Regions from separate parts of the Triticum aestivum genome. Here region 2 is linked to region 1. Evidence: chromatin contacts called from public Hi-C data. All regions are on one chromosome and are shown on one strand. Each heading gives the region's core, a stretch centred on a gene start, on an enhancer-like site or on the middle of the called end of the contact. The rest is flanking DNA. Distances are from core to core; before and after follow the strand shown.

Region 1 (2,700 bases), core at 101-2,600:
TACTCCTTGAAGAAGCACGGAGATTATAGTCAAAGGCTGACAGAGAAGGTGTTCATGCATATCTGCGAAAGCTCAATATTAGGCATTGTCCAAATTCTCGATTCCTCACAGCCACAATTCGTGGAGTTCAACAAGGTTAGCATCATGTTTTTTTACATTATCCTTGTCTCCAGGTGTTGATTACCTGATCAAAGCAGCTGTAATCATGTTTTTTTACTGAAGAAAATGTTTTTTATGTCCTTGAAAGCTTCTCACTAGGATAATTCACCCAAAACTAACTAAATAAGTATTAATGACTACTTTATAAGTATTTTTGAACCGGAAGTGTAAATCTATGCGCGAGCACATATGCTTCGCTTATCTTGCACATTGTTTCTCTCCTAGATTCATGAAGATTCTGATACTCTATCTTGTATAAAGATTGGCATTTCCTTCTTCACTGTTGATCTGGCCCACACTGATCCCTGAGTTATTGTGCCGGCTACCCACAGATGTCTTCTGGCCCAGATGTTGTTTCACAATGGGCCATCAGCATCTCTCTCCATCATCCTGAGCAGTCCATTAACGCAATCCATCCCAGAAACTTTCATTAAAAATATCCCAGAAACAACTTCACTTCCACCAGTAACTTTCCCCCTTCAAGATTCTTCTCCTACCAATATGGCCATACCAAGCACATACATCCCCACTCACTCCCTTCATAATCCTTGATCATCCTTCCTGCCGCCATAGATGTCAACTGCTACCTCGTTCTCAACTACCAACAAAATCCCCTCACTGATTTCTTGCCGGGACAAGGTCATCAACTTCGTCTCTTGCACCCGGATCTAGAAATGCGCCAAGAAAGATCCCTTGCCACAAATCTATATGTAGTGACTCGATTATAGCCTAAATCTAGTCCCTGCTAACCTTATCAGTGCATGCACTCCACAGACTGGTCTATATGGTTTCTCAGATGGCTTGAAGGCTATGTCGCCGAGCTCGAATGCCATCCCGCCGCCCAGCAAGACCAAGCTCAGCAGCCTTTGGTAGGTGCACATCAAGCTGCACCTTCGAACTGCTTCACCTCTCCAATCTCCTGATTTGCAATGGAGAAGTTGAGGAACTCTCTTCATCTCTACTAACCAGAGAGCTATTTTTCTATTCCATGAACTAGATTAAAGCAAACGTTACGAGCCTAAAATGATTATAATTAATTTGCAAATTACAAATCTATTGTATACATTTACAAAAATTACATACAAACAAAATTATGGTACATTGCAAATTTTTATACATGCTACAGTAAATTCGTACAGTAGTTGCTATAGTAATACTGACATCTATTCTTCGCTTTACCCACGCATTTCACTGTACCTTCTTGACATCCTTGAGGATGTTAGCGGATCGGCTTCCCCCCTCTGCTCCTCCACCCGCCGCCACCCTCTCCTCCTCCTTCCTGCCGCCACCCTCTCCTCCGGCCAGATCGCCCTGTCGCTCCGTCTCGATTCCTTTCCTCTGCCAAGGTAGACCCGTTTCGGTCCCTCTCCTCCGCCCAGATCGCCCCATCCCGGTCCATCTCCTTCGCCGAGGACGACATCCCTCTCCTCCGGCAAGGTCGCCGCCGGTAAGGCTTCTCCTCTGACTCTCCTTCCACTACCTTCTATTGCATCTCGCAACCCTAACCAGTTCACTCGATCGACAGCAGGTCCTCGTCCTCGTCAATCCCTTCTCATCCACTGCAATCTTTTGCCGGATCCGTCCACCCTTCGCCGCCTCTACTGCAGATCGATCCTGTGGCACCGCCCTGCAGATCCCGACCTCCAAGCCAAGACCTAGTTCCACCTTCGGCACCTTGCAAGGTATAAGCCCCGTCCATGGATTGGCTTCTTAATTAAAGAAGATCTTGGATACATTAACAACTAGTACTAGCTGCTGATGCACTTGATTGAAAAGTGGCTCCATTGGCTGCTTAATTTCTGCATATGCATGATTGACACCATTGTACCATAATAAGGCTGTCATAATTCTAAGGATCATCTCAAGTTTCAGTACTAGTAGAAACTTGAACCTGAGCATACAGCTTCATGCCAGCTAGACTCATGTTTTCACAGTAATCATCCAGGTAGGTAATTCCTTGGTAAGTACTACCGGTCATTAGATTCCACCTGTGGTCTAAAACTAAATGAATACGCCAGCCAGAACCACCAGCATGACTTTCAGGATTTCCCAAGTTAAGCCGCTAGCCAACTGAACCATATTTTGAATGGTTATTTTTTGACAGTAAACCGTAGGGGAGGCCCCCAAAAGTGTATAATTTTTGCAAAGGGTAACTATGGCCAGATTGTCATAAAGAATTAAGCAAATGCTGACGTTTTGTCTGTATCTTCATCAGCCATTCAGCCCACAAGAATGGCAGGCTGCTCAAAGATTGTAACAAAATTCTAAACTTAGAATAGAAGAGTAAATTTGTAATGGCGAAAACACAGAGTGCGCATTCAACACATACAACATTAAGTATATACAAATTTGGGAAATAGCCTCCAGATTTGTACTTAGGTATGGATCAGAACCGCCAAACCTAATCGTAGTCTATGCAGCACCTTGCCTCCTTCATGATCAACAAAAGAATCTGCATATGTACAGGATCTGCATATGTATCATCACTAGTGATACAAAGGTGTTTTGTATTATGAGAGTCCAGGAAGATTAAGATTGGCC
Region 2 (2,700 bases), core at 196-2,695, 130 kb after region 1:
TGTTCCTGCGTTTTAAAATTCTTGTGAATCAACGAGGCTCTACATCTCTAGCTAGACTCTAGGAATCGAATTCCTTCGCCTAGTTTGCAACTAGGATTAGGCAGAAAACTAACTCCAAACCGGCTAAGGTTCTACCAGTTGGGCCACTTGATAATTTGATAGCAAGGACGATGGAAAGGGTGAGCTATGACTAGGCAGCAAATCTAGTTAATCTACCTGTAGCAAAGAGGCACGAGGTAACCTGAGAAAGAAGAACGATTGAGTTTACTTGTAAAACATTCTGATGGTAACACTGCCCCTGTCTGCACTGCATGGCATTATCCGGCAAAAGGTGATTCCCGGTTGAGCCCCTACTCCGCTGTACGTAGACCACGTCGGCTACTCAACCCTAATCCTCTCCGGCACGACTTGCGCGGCATCAAATGCCATGATTATGCGCAAAGGCAGCGTGCACTTCTACTGTTATCACACAAGAGCCAACAGAAAAGCAACATCCATAGTTTACTCTAGCCGAATTGTACAATGCTTAAGATGATTATGGTTTACATGTGTGATGTGTCTATTCCCAAAATGACTACATGTGGTTCATGTGTGTAAAATTTACGATATTCATATTTTATGCCAGTCTACACAATTATATCGGCTCCCGACAAAATAAGCCAACGTGTTTTTCTCTCTAGCCAGGAGCCCAGGACTAACCTGAACTGTATTAATCTGTACTACCTACTAAAGTAAGCGAAATTGACTGCAAAAAAAAGTAAGCGAAATTCTTTTTTTGCTTTGGACTACTGTTGGAACTTCTATCATGTTTACTCGGTAAAACGGAGTAACGTATAATTTTGACCGGTAAAACGGGTGCGCAACCTTGCATTTCGCCTATTTCTTAAAGATACAGGTAGTAACAACTCAGGTGTTCATAAGAAAAGATATTCAGCTTACCAGGCCGTTCTCTTCTTCTTTGTTTGTTGATCTTGAAACTTCCGGTCCCTCGAGCAATTCACTCTACTTTTCACCGGAACGGCCTGCACAAAGTCCAAATTAGAATGTCCCAAGGTGAATAGTTTAGCTAAATAAAAGGCCCTGCGCTTTCTGTCAATTTTATTTCAGGTACGGTTCGACCGGTCGTTCCTGCATATTGAAGCAACTGTTACACGGCCAGGGCTTAAAAAAGGGCTAAAGGCACCTGTAGCTGTAGCATAAACCCACGGCGACAGTAGCGCAAAACCACGTACTCTGTTAGTAGTAGGTTGAATAGTCAATTTAATCATCCTAGCGTACGTCCGATGGTCCACCCCCGAACAACTTTTCACCATACAAACGCGAACCCGCGGTTCGATTTGGTATATGAAACCGCGGTGTGACATGCCCGTCACTTTGATCCACCCATGTTCGTTCCCACAAACAAGGTTTGAGTCAACTCCATGAATGAAAACCTACGTCGTCTCGCCGGTAGAAACTCTGGTCCGTTGGAGGGAGGGGCGAGCCGTTCGCGCCACCAACCACCACCATATTCCCTTCCCCTGTTTCCTCCGATCAGAGTCCTACGGCAGGGGCGAGGCCCGCACTCCACACTTATATAAAGGCCCGGCCAGCCACTCCATCCTCCACCCAAGCCGATCCCCGCCTTCTCCTTCTCTCCAGTCCTGCTCACCTGACCTTCTCCCTCCCTCGCCCGACCTCCCCTGCACTCACAGCCCCCGGGTGGCGGGAAACATTCTTGATCCTCCTACGATATTGATATACGCGGAGATTCTCGGTTCTTTGCCATGGCCGCCAAATCTTGGAACCCGTTCTCGTGCTGCGTCGGCGGGGGCCGAGTGGCGGACGACGACGACGACTGCAGGCGGCGGATCGGGCGGCGGGGGAAAGGCTGCGCGAGGTCGTCGTCGAGGATGTCCTTCAAGAGCCTCAGCTCGTCGGGGACGCTGTCCCCGGAGGACCTGTCCATCACGCTGTCCGGCTCCAACCTGCACGCCTTCACCTACGCCGAGCTCCGCGCGGCGACCGGGAGCTTCTCGCGGGCCAACTACCTCGGCTGCGGCGGTTTCGGCCCGGTCTACAAGGGCGCCGTCGACGACAAGCTCCGTCCCGGGCTGGCCGCGCAGCCCGTCGCCGTCAAGTACCTCGACCTGGACTGCGGCACGCAGGGCCACAAGGAGTGGCTGGTGAGTGCTGAACAGAGTGCAATGCTCGCGCCAGCAGATCAATTTCGAGGTCTGGTTCATGAATGGATGACTTATATGGGTTGCTCTTGTAGGCTGAGGTTTTCTTCCTTGGGCAACTGAGGCACAACAACCTGGTGAAATTGATCGGGTACTGCTACGAGGACGAGCACCGGATGCTGGTCTACGAGTTCATGAACGCCGGGAGCCTGGAGACGCACCTCTTCAAAAGTGAGTTACTTCTTCACTGCTTTCTGCTGTCAATTAATCATTCTGAGGATTAGTTTGTTTGGTTGTTGTCGAGACCAGCAAGATAAAGAAATGTTTTAATTTGGAAATCTAGGCACGTACGAGTGCCATCTGTTCCATCAGCGACGAGCTGTTCTTGTCCCCTGAAGTTTCTTTTCTCTAAGTCAAGAGGATAGCTGAGCTGCTCTCTGCCTTCCAAAAGAACAACACACATTTTCTCTTTTTAAAATCAGATGAATGTGGAGATTGGATATTTACTAAAAAGGGATACTGGATATTTTGGATTAAA

What was found. Hi-C and Micro-C count contacts between places; a contact is called where the count stands out from the background.
Region 2: a contact with region 1 is called in a Hi-C map of leaf, with 4 times the contacts expected there. The contact joins the promoter of LOC123103739 here to the promoter of LOC123103737 in region 1. A contact is called at or near these places in 3 of 5 Hi-C or Micro-C datasets (leaf and an unstated tissue).

What each region holds. Positions count from the first base shown.
Region 1 is chr5A:424,725,531-424,728,230 of IWGSC CS RefSeq v2.1, forward strand. It overlaps LOC123103737 (nucleolar protein 58), which reads left to right and starts at 1,351. Exons shown (of 6, transcript XM_044525412.1): 1 at 1,351-1,606; 2 at 1,685-1,841.
Region 2 is chr5A:424,860,012-424,862,711 of IWGSC CS RefSeq v2.1, forward strand. It overlaps LOC123103739 (serine/threonine-protein kinase RIPK), which reads left to right and starts at 1,446. Exons shown (of 4, transcript XM_044525414.1): 1 at 1,446-2,165; 2 at 2,258-2,393. The coding sequence starts at 1,767. It overlaps LOC123103740 (a long non-coding RNA gene), which reads right to left. Exons shown (of 4, transcript XR_006449948.1): 4 at 2,665-2,700.